2 separate regions of the Mus musculus genome follow, and region 1 is linked to region 2. A link is a contact called in public HiChIP or PLAC-seq data. All regions are on one chromosome and are shown on one strand. The core of a region is the stretch at or near the end of the contact, and the rest is flanking DNA. Distances in the headings are between cores, read along the strand shown.

Region 1 (5,891 bases), core at 134-2,633, 2.5 Mb before region 2:
TAAAATCCTAGTACAGAATTATAATGTATATACAAATGCAAACAAGCTGGTAGCCAAGTATTTATACACCTGCATCTATACCCACTTTTGTTTGGGGGATGGGGTGGGGGCGAAACTAAAATTTTAGGTTTCTGACTTGAAAGTTGGGTATGGTGGCATATGCATATAATTCCAGCACTCTGAAGGCTTCAGTCAGGAAAAGTATCCAAACTCAAGGCCAGGTTGGGTTACACAGTAAATTCAAGGCCAGTATTGGCTACAAGGTGAGACTTTGTCTCAAAAGAAAAACAAACACAAAATAAAAGATACTGCTGCCTTGGCAAAAGTTTAGCTTCTCCACCAAATGTGAACCAAGATAAAGCCGTTTAACCTCAGCACCCTGAGTAAACTTTTAAACTTAGTTTTGGGGCGGAGCCAGGAGAGGTGGTGACTACTATTTTCCAGAGGAGAGAGAGAAAACAGCCTGGTTAATCCAATTCAGTTGGCCAATAAAAACCAACCTCACAAATTCTAGCCACAATCCTAGAGAAGGTATCTTCTGTAACTGTCATCCTAAGCAACACTGGCTAATGAAGGAGACCAGACACCAAAATATTTCTCGCGCTTTTCTGATGCGAATGGAGACTGGCAAATTAAGCATTCTCTCTGATCACAACTGCTCCCACACACGCCAAGACCAAAACAAAACCGAGTCAGCTCTCTGAGGTCCTGGATCCCTCCAGTGGCCTAGCACTAGAAACCAGCCTTGGGGGGTGGGGGGGGGGGGTAAGTTCAGCAAAGGAAGTCCTAGCCTGTTAAGCCTTTCTCCTCAATTTCCCCAGCTCCTCCTCTCCGACGCGGAACGGAGGACTACGGAAAGGTACACATACACAGACTATTCTTTTGGGAACAATACGTCTCGGGGCCTCTACCGGACCCTAGCACCCAAGCCAGTTCGTGTCTCCTCCGGACTGGAACTCAGGCGCTGGCGTGAGAGGGTTAGGGCACCGGAGAACAACCACGGCGCCGCGCCGAGCAAGAGGGCGGAGGCTGAAACTCGCGCTTGGGCTCTGCCCCGAGGGCCCGAGGGAGCGGAGCGACAGCCTCGCTGTCTCCCAGGGGCCGCCGCAGGCCCGGGCGCACTGTTGGGGAAGGGGCGGGGGTTCGGAGCGCCGCGGACGGGGCGGGGAGGAGGCAGAGGAGAGGGAGGCGGGGCGGGCAGGCCCGGCCCAGCAGCTGGGCGGCGCAACTCACCTCTGCTCCCGGCCTGCGGAGCCAGAGTGGCCAGGATCCCTCGCAGTTCCGATGCGGAGATCCGCACACGCTCCAACCCCTCCGCCATCTTCGCGGCGGCTGCTACAGCTGCGGCGACTCGGCCACCGCCGCGCGCAGCCAGGAAACCACGACGGACGGGCGGCGCGCGCTCACCCACTCCCACCCTTTTCCCCGCCCCCCTCCTGCCTGCCCTCCCCAAACGACGGTGGCCGCACTGGGAGCAAAAGCATTCAGCACGTTCAACTAGGGCCTTGCCGGAGCGGGCGAATCGGCCGCGGAGACGGCGTGTGCGCGTGCGCAGAGGTGTAAAGCTAGGACGGTCCGCCGAGGCTCGGAGGTGGAGGCGCAGCGCTCTGGAGGCGAGGTGAGGCGCAGCCAGGTGTGACTCGCCCATGTCAGGTGGGCATTCGGGTCTAGGGATGCCAGTATTGCTGCGGTGACCACCGAGGACACTGCTTTTGATCTGGGGCTCGGATTGACGGAGACATCCTACAACCCGGCCTCCTCCGATCATTTTAGGCCGAAGTCTCCTTACCGTAGGCCTGGATTGTGGAGTTTAAATATCTTTTATTATTATCCCCATTACTGGTAAACGGAATCTCAGAGAGTGGAAGAAGTAAATTGCTCCGTGTATCGTTTGATTGTACCAGAGTACTAAAGTCTATGACAGTTCATCCCTAAGACTTGCTGGAGGTCGTTGTGTGGAGGTAAAAAAAGAAGGAAATTATTCGATCTGGGAATTACTGTTAGCATTGAGAATTTTTTAAAATTACTTTTTTAGTACTCAAGTCAATTCTCCCATCTTTACATCTTTAAATTTTTACTGATGCTGGTAAAAATAGCTCATTCTTATATTCACGGTACTTCAAAGGCTGTGGTGGGAGCATTGCAAGTTCAAGCCTGGGCAACATAGCACATTTGAGGCTAATCAAGGCAACATATTAGAAGACCTTGTCCCCCAAAAAGGAAGCAAAAAGTTAATTAGACTAGAAGATGGGTACTTTAAGCTCATTGACCATTAACTCCTATTAGAAACGGTGGGGTGGAGAAACTTCCTATCCAAAGACTGCCTTTCTCCAGTCTTTCCTTCTTCCCTGTCTCACACAGTCATTGACCCTTTAGACCTCAAAAAGTAATAACCAGTTATGCCTTGATCATAGTATAAAATATTTGATAGTACTCATACAGTTCCTGTTATGTGACAGATATTTCACCATCAAAAGAGAAAAATGCCGGGCGCACGCCTTTAATCCCGCACTGGGGGAGGAGGGGCCGGCAGAGGCAGGCGGATTTCTGAGTTCGAGGCCATCCTGGTCTACAAAGTGAGTTCCAGGACAGCCAGGGCTATACAGAAAAACCCTGTCTCGAAAAACCAAAAAAGAGAGAGAGAGAGAGAGAGAAAGACAATGACTGAGAAATAGTCAACAGCTCAAATGAATGGGTATAATTAATTAGAGTGGCCAGAACAAATGGCAGTTTTTGTCAAAAGATTTGAGAGGAATAGGAAATATAAAAACTGCTTTGCTGGGGCTGGCAAGATGACTCAGCGGGTAAGAGCACTGACCTGCTCAGGACCAAAGGTCCTGAGTTCAAATTCCAGAAACCACGTGGCTCACAACCATCTGTAATGAGATCTGGCGCCCTCTTCTGGTGCGTCTGGAGTGAGAGGAGTTGACTAGAGAGAGCTGGTCCTACCAGAGCAAGCAGAGTTGATCCAAAGGTCCTAAAATTCCCAGCAACCACATGAAGGCTCAGAACCTACAGCTACAGTGTACCCACATACAGTAAATAAATAAATCTTTAAAAACAAAACAAAACAAAAAAAACCTGCTTTGTGCTCCTGGCATGATAGCACATGCTGTAACTCTAGCACTTGGGAGGAAGATCAAACTTTAAGGCTGTGTTCCACCATTGAGTCCATTGAGTTTAAAGCTAAACCAAAGAACATGTAGACTCTATCTCCAAAACATAAGCCAGACATGGTAGCACATGCCCAGCACCAAAAATACACAGGCAAGAGGACAGTTTGGTCTACATAGTGAGTTCCAGGCCAACTAGAGCTATATAGTAACACCTGTCTAAAAAACACTAACAACAGGGTTTTTTAAAATTTATTTGTTCATTTAATGTATATACACTGTACATTAATGTATAGTACACTGTTGCTGTCTTCAGACACACAAGAAGAGGGCATCAGATCCCATTACAGATGGTTGTGAGCCACCTTGTGATTGCTGGGAATTGAACTCAGGACCTCTGGAAGAGCAGTCAGTGCTCTTAACTGCTGAGCCATCTCTCCAGCCCAACAATAGGATTTTTTACATTTTTTTAAAGATTTATTTATTATTATACATAAGTACACTGTATCTGTCTTCAGACACACCAGAAGAGGGCGTCAGATCTCATTGTGGATGGTTGTGAGCCACCATGTGGTTGCTGGGATTTGAACTCAGGACCTTGGGAAGAGCAATCAGTGCTCTTACCCGCTAAGCCATCTCTCCAGCCCCCGGATTTTTTTTTTTAAACCCTAACTTGAAGCTGGGTATGGTATCAAACATCCCTAACCCCATGACTCTGGATGCTAAGGCAAGAAGATACAAGAGTTCCCAGTTAGCCTTGCTGTACATACAAGGAGTGCAGGCAACACTTGGGAAATGAAGCAAGAAAATCAAGAATTGAGAGGTTAAGGTCATCCTTGGCTATGTTCCAAGCCAATCTGGATTGCATGAGACCCTTTCTCCAAAAAAAAAAAAAAAAAAAAAAAAGGGTCCCCAGCACCACATACACTGGGTCGTTATGGTGGCAGAAGCCTGTAATCCCAGCCCTTGCAAAGTACAAGGGGAAGAATTAGAAATTCAAGGGTATCCTTGGTTACATATCCAGTTGAAGACCTGGTTTCATTTTGTTTTCTTTTGTTGAGCTTAAAAGTCTGTTGTATCCAGACTGGTTTTGAAGTCATTATGTAACCAAGGATAACTTTGAACTTGTAATGCTCTTGCCTCCATCTCCTAAATGATGGCATTACAGATGTGGATCTATCCTGATGTGCCAGGTTGAAGTTTTTGCTGGGGATTGAATGCAAAGATTGAATATGCTGGACAAGCACCCTATTGAATGAGTTGTGTCTCTAGCCCCAACTTTTATTTATTTATTCCTTTGTTTATTTCCCAGTCTGTCATTTTTTAATAACTTGTCTCATTTTTAATTATATGTATGAGTCTGTGTATGCATACATACACATGAGTGCAGGTGCCTGTGGAAACCAAAAGGCATTGAATTCCCCCTGGAGCTAGAGTTCGAGGCAGTTATGAGCCACCTGATGTGGGAACTGAATTCCTGTTCTCTCCCAGAGCGTGCTGTGCTTGCTCTTAATCTGAGCAATCTCTCCAGCCCCGTGACTTTCATTTTTTTGTTTTTTTGTTTTTTCAAGACAGGGTTTTTCTGTGTAGCCCTGGCTGTCCTGAACTCACTCTGTAGACCAGGCTGGCCTCGAACTCAGAAATCCGCTTGCCTCTGCTTCCCAAGTGCTGGGATTAAAGGCATGTGCCACCACGCCTGGCTAACTTTCATTTTTTTAAAAGAAGGAAAAATAATTTTAAACAAGAAAACTCCCCTAGGACAGTCATGGCCAACTTAATTCAATGCTGACAGTGATCAGACCAGAGAGCCTCTAAGTATTAAAACAGAACTCGGAAACACAATAAATACATAAGGAAGAGAGATAATACAAGTTCTAAACATTGGCAGCTGACTGAAGAGGAGCAACAGGCAAGTTACAGGGAAAAAAGCTACTTATTTGGTTTTTCGAGACAGGGTTTTTCTGTGTAGCCCTGGCTGTCCTGGCACTCACTCTGTAGACCAGGCTGGCCTCGAACTCAGAGATCCGCCTGCCTCTCCCTAGTGCTGGGATTAAAGGTATGGGCCTCCACCACCCAGCTAGAAAGCTACTAAATTGATGAGGGAAATTTTGAATTTTTAGATTTAAAGTACTCATGAAGAACTAAGTAAAACAATGAAAAAGACTTCAGCTTGGTGGTAAATGACTGTAATCCCAGCAACCCAGGATATTACGTAAGAGAACTCCAGCCTCAAAGCTAACAACTTAGGAAGATTAGGAAGACCATGGCTCAAAATGCAATTTAAAAAAAAAAGGAGGAGGAGGAAGACGAGGAGGAGGCTAGCCAGGTGTATACATGGCTTTAGTCCCAGCACTAGTGAGGCAGGCAGATCTTTGTGAGCTTGAAGCCAGCCACCCTAACCTACAGTGGCAAAATTTTTATGGAAATTTCTATATGAATTCATCAAAAAAAAAAAGGTGGAATTTACACCAAATGTTCAAAAGTAGAAAACAGTTGGTCTGTTTCCAAGTACTGCCTGAAAAGCATAGCAAGAGCTCATCTCAAAAAGAAGTTAGAGGCTAAATAGAAGATTCGGCAGATAAGAGCACTAAGTGCTTTTCTAGAAGACCTGGGTTCAATTCCCAGCACCTACATTTATGATTATAACTGTCCAGAACTCTGGTTCCAGGGCACCAGGCAAACACATGGTACACAAACACTCCATTTATACAGGCAAAATATTTATACACATAAAATAAAAATGAATGAAAAAATTTAAACAAATTACTTAGGTGCTGG
Region 2 (5,447 bases), core at 2,636-5,135:
GGAGGCTCTTTTCCCGATCTGCTAGAGGTCTATGCATTCCAGCCTCAGTCTCCAGGGCTTTGCGTTAGATGGGTAGAGTGGAGGAGCAGAGCGCAGAGATACAGGAGCCCCTCTTTCCTGGGTACTGCCTGGGTTTCCCCCGAGGGTGATAAGACCTAGAGACTCCAAGATTTTCCCATGCTGACGCCTCTGCTACTTGAGTCCAACCACATCTCTACCTCTCCTTATCTCACTCCACTTGGCTCCTGAACCCAGCAGCCTGGCAGGAAAAGATAAATGGAAACCCCACCTCCCCATCGGTGTGGATCACATAACAAGTCACGGATTCCAGCGACAGAGGGTGGATGTGGGGACTCAGGAGGAGTGGGGTTGGTTGTATATTTGCCAGGAGTGATGGGCTTAGCCCTGAAGCTGACCGCTTTTATACTTTGGGTATATATAGCTGGAGGTTGTGAGGAGTGGGATCCGGTTGACTGATACACCTCTTAGCTGAGATGCCTGCTTATCAGGCTGTTAGCTGTTCCATGGGACATAATAGGTCTAGCCTGGCCCATGGCCATCCAGCCGGGGTCTTCTCTAGCAGTGGGGCTTAGAGAACACCAGTGAGATGTATGGTAGTCTTTGACCCAGCCTGATGTGGGTCTAAACATGACATGGATATTGGCTCATGAGCCTCCACAATTCCCTGGAACACACTTTCTCTGAAACTCATTTTAGTGACTGGTGCTCCTATATCCCTAAGGCGAGAATTTGGAAAACACCCTTGCTTTTCTTGTCCCCTCTTACCCTCCCTACCATCACCCATCCAACAGTCCTGCTGGGTCCCCTCTTGTCAGACAACCTGTCCTCCAGTGCTTTTAAAGCTCTTATTTATGGCAGTTGCTACTCCATGTGTGGAGGCAGAGGAAGACCTGTGCTTTTGCCTTGTGACCTGATTGTCTCATGTACATATATGCATGCACCCATGCGGATGGAAGCTGTGGTGGGGTGCCACCAGGCGGGTGGGCAGAGCATGGGAAACATAAGAGGAGCAACTACTGCAGGGGATTTGGGCTTTTAGTCAACCTAGAGAGAAGCGTTGCTTAGAACTGGCTGAATCTGATTGATTGTGTCCTGAGAGGTGGGAGGAAAGTTCTCCAATTAGGACAGGGCCCTTCTCGGTTCTCCTCACGTCTTCAAATGTCTTGCCCAGCAGCTTTGAGCCATTCCCTGCTCCTCTCTTGGCCTTAGTTTCTCCACTAACTTCTCTAACTTTGTGTTTGGGCCTGGCATGGATTTGATTTTGTGAGGTGGCTGACAGGAGGAACTTTGATGCAGACTAGAACCTGAACTGAGGGAGGGAGCAGTGGGCTGAGGGGTAGAAGAGGGGAGCTGGAGGGAGGGCAGGTGCCAGAACACTCCGTGGGAGGTCGGCCTCCCCCTGCTCGCTCTGACATCAGGGCTGGTGAATGCAGAGGAGTTCAGCTTGGTTGGTCTGCCCTCATCTCCCTCACAGCCTGGTACAGGCCAGAAGCTGTCAAGGGGAGGTTGAGAGAGGGGTTTCCAAGGAGGAGTTGAGAGGAGCCCAGGGCTGGGAGCAGAACTGCCCCCTCCCATCCGTGTTAGAGTCAGGGTTAGGGTGGTGTTGGTCCTCTGTCCAGGCTCAAGATGCCGGTCTCCCTCACTCCTGCTTTCTTCTTCCTCCTCACCTTCTTCACCTCACTACCACACCAGGCTTATCTCTAATTTACAGGTGATTTGACTGCTGAGGGCTAAGACTGGGGGTGGGGGCAGTTGGAGGATGGGTTGAATCCTGTTCTCTCTAACCTTCTGGCCTCAGAAGAAGTCCTGCTCCACCCTCCCATGAAAGCTACTCTTAGGTCTTCCCATACTGTCTCAGGAAGGACCGGACAGCTTAGCTGAGGTTGGAGACTTTTTGTCTGCATCCTTGGCAGATCTCTACATCTTTGGACTTTCTACTCCTTGGGATTCCCACTTTAGAGACCCAGCTACCCACTTTCTCCAGGATGGTCAGACAGAGGGCTGGGCCCCTGATCATTTTCTACTCTCAACACAACCTCCGCCCCCAAAACACATACAATGCTGGCGCCCAGAGGCCTACTCAGGAGGTCAGGGACTAACCTGTCTGGGTCCTTCTCAGGCATCCTCTGCTTCCCTGTGTTCTGCAAAGGAAAGATTGGACTTCTCTGACTCCAGGGCTCAGACCCGTAGGGTGGGCAGCGCTGTCTGGGACATAAGCTCTCCAAGTGGCCCCTCTCCAGGGCTCTATCAAAGATTCCACCCGGAGAAAGAATGCAAGGAGCGGTTTGGCTCACCCTGTCCAGACGGCTGCTTGGAACACACACACAGACATGCAACATGCACGCCTTTTGGCACTTGACTTTCCCATGAAATAATTGCTGGAAAGCTCCTTGGATTAGGTAACCCAGTGTTCCTTCCTGTCCCTACCCGGGGGAGGGGATCAGCTCTTAGCATCTGTTAGGCTAACCCAGCTCCTGGGGGAAGGAAAGGGCAGTCTAGGAGGGTCTGGGGCCTCCCAGACATCCTTGGAAGCAGAACAGTATGACCAGAACAAGCCTTTGAGCCTGCTCCTATGGATCATCTCACTAGGCCTCTCCAGGCTTTGAGCCACCTCCCATAGCCCAGGCCCAGAGAAATCGAGTTAGGAAAGCCTTTTAGCACAATGAATGAGATGGTTTTTTCTTTATTTTAAATGTTTACAACATCTATCATATTGTTATCCTGAGCAACAATTGCCTCCATCCCTCCTTCTTTGGTGATGTTTGGGGTTTCTAGGCTGGGAAAGGGGACTTTCTGGAATAAGAGGAGTGCTGGAGAAAAAAAGAGGTTTGAAGGTTGTCAGGTGGATCGAGGTTCTTGACTGAGCTTGGGGAAGAGGGGGGCAGCAGTGCACATCCTAGTTTTTGATCCCAAAGTTGCTCATAGCAAGATTTTGGGATTTGGGTCCCAACCTTCCTGTTCATCTTTAACACACACACACACACACACACACACACACACACACACACACACACACAGAGAGCAGGCCTAGGAGGATAGGAGGGGCATTTTACCATCTACATAACTCTTCCTGATCTCAGAACTGGTGCAAGAAATCCCAGGCAAAAGTGTCACAGGTGGGGGGCTGAAGTGTGGGCTTAGCAGTTTAGGGCACTTTTTGCTCTTTCAGAGAAACCCCAGAACTCGGCTCCCAGCACACACATGATGGCTCACAACTATTGGAAACTCCAGTTCTAGAGGATCCTGACACCACTTTGTGATTTATGTGGGCACCACACATGCTGTGTAGATACAGACAAGCAGGCTCACACACATAAAGTCAAATAAATATTTTTTTAAAAAGTCTCACAAGTGAGTATTTGCGAACTGGATGGTACCGGTGGTGACCGGAGATGCATACAAAGGTGAGTCAGAGCGGTTATGGTGTGTGTGTGTGTGTGTGTGTACAGTTGCTGCGGTTCCCTGAACAGGGGGGAGAGTCCAACCAAAGTGGACCTACAGGGAAATGTATAACTCTTTTAGTTGTTGTTCCTAGAGTAATGTCCTTTCGAGTGTCTTCTTCCCAGATCTTTCACCGGGTCGCACACCACTCCCTGGGGTCAAGCGTGTATGGGACTCCTTACTCCCCCAGGGATCCACATCCCTGCAAAGCAGAGAAGGAGAACTTTTCACTAAGTGCCTCCGGGGCCAGGCATCCCGCACCGACCCGGCCAGTCCCCAGGGGCGGGGTGTCCTGGAATGGGCTGTCCCGCCCCCTCGGCCCCGCCTCCTCACTCAGCGCCCAGTCCTGGGGCTCTAGGGGTCTGCCCCGCCCTGCTCCCGCCCCCTCCGGCCGCCCCTCGGGCTCAGCCAGCCGCGGCCCGCCAGTCGTCCCAAGGAGCTGCGGATCTCTCAACGTCTCCCGCGTTCTGCCCGCTGTCCGATCGGTGTGCCCCACTCGGCCATGGAGCCGTCCCCCGACGCCGAGGAGGCGCACACAGTGCGCGAGGCGCTGGGCCGCTACGAGGCGGCGCTGGAGGGTGCGGTGCGTGCGCTGCACGAGGACATGCAGGGGCTGCAGCGCGGCGTGGAGCGGCGCGTGGCAGAGGCGCTGCGCCTGGCCGGCCCCTTGGCTCGTACTGTGGCCGAGCTGCAGCGGGACAACCAGCGGCTGCAGGCACAGCTCGAACGCTTGACGCGCCAGGTGGAGGCGCTGGGCTTGGCGACTGGAGTGTCCCCTGCACCCGGCACGCCCAGTCCCCCTCCGGCGGCCACAGTTACCGACCGCGCCCCCCGCTTGGGCACTGCACGCTTCTCCAGTCATGCCACCTTTTCGCTGTCCGGTCGAAGCCCGGTGAGCCCCGGGGGTGCGGCGCGAGGGATGTGAGCGACTAGGAGCGTGCCTGGGGTGTAGGGTTGGGAAATTGGTGCCGCCCATCAGCTCTGAGTGCGTGCGCTGGCGAGCGTCCTCTAGTAAGAGAGCTATACCTCCACCTGCCGCTGGGACTTGGTAGCCGGGATTACATTTAAGCTCTCCAGAGCTGGAAAGGACAGGAGAAACATTGTTTTAGTAGGCCTGCTGCACCTGCTTTGCACTTCTTTCTTGGATCCGGGTGGTGTTTTTGCCTTGAGATCTGCCCTCTCCCATCTGACCCATGAATTTTAAGAGTTTGGACGCCAAGGTTCAGTCTTTGATAGTTCACTGTCGTCTGGGTCCTCACCTGCAAGTTGGAATGGTCAGCGTCCTCTACCTGCCCCCTACAACGTTTTTGTTCACGCGCACTGTGTTGCTGCTTCACTGAGGCCTGACCGTTCCGGTTGTAGATTAACCCCGACTGAGTTGCCTCTGTGTGTGTGTGTGTGTGTGTGTGCGCGCGCGCGCGCGCGCGCGCATGTGAGCGCACTCTGGTCTGGACTGATCAGTAACTGTTTGGGAACTCATGTTGCAGAGGGCAGACCCTTTACTGGAAACGGAGAGGGGGAACGGGCCTTTAGCTGTGTCTAGATTTCTGGGCAGAAGCTGGTGTGGACCAGTTTTACCACTTGGTCACGACCTCCTGGAGTGACAGAGCCTGGTTAGACTGTTTCTATGGTGTGTGCAGTGGCCCTTAGGTGGGATTTTCCATCCTGACCCGGAATTTGCTGGCGGGGTGGGGGGGTGGTGGGGGGGGAGGGAAGTGGGGGATGGGGGAGAGGAGTGGGAGGGGTTGGAGGAGTGGGAGGGGTGGGAGGTGCTTTTCAAGGGCCAGGGTCTTAGTACACTGCCTCTGCCCCCTGCCTTGGTGTATTCCCAAGGCCCTTAGCTCTACTGTGGGCCTCAGCAGGAGGACATCAGATAAGTCCTTGCCCCTGGAGGTCTCAGCCTGGGTGGAGGTGACCCCAGACTTGAACAGTGGCAACAGGTGAGCAGAGACGCCTTGCTCCAGACTCTGCTCCTTTTGCATTGG

What was found. HiChIP or PLAC-seq counts read pairs in DNA pulled down with a chosen protein or histone mark.
Region 1: a contact with region 2 is called in an H3K27ac HiChIP or PLAC-seq map of embryonic stem cells, with 4 times the contacts expected there. The contact joins the promoter of Smg6 here to the promoter of Smtnl2 in region 2.

Annotation. Positions count from the first base shown.
Region 1 is chr11:74,921,346-74,927,236 of GRCm38.p6, reverse strand. It overlaps Smg6 (Smg-6 homolog, nonsense mediated mRNA decay factor (C. elegans)), which reads right to left and starts at 1,383. Exons shown (of 19, transcript NM_001002764.2): 1 at 1,234-1,383. The coding sequence starts at 1,321. Srr (serine racemase) reads left to right here and starts at 1,289. Exons shown (of 9, transcript NM_013761.5): 1 at 1,289-1,618.
Region 2 is chr11:72,410,151-72,415,597 of GRCm38.p6, reverse strand. Smtnl2 (smoothelin-like 2) reads left to right here and starts at 3,885. Exons shown (of 8, transcript NM_177776.3): 1 at 3,885-4,354. The coding sequence starts at 3,965.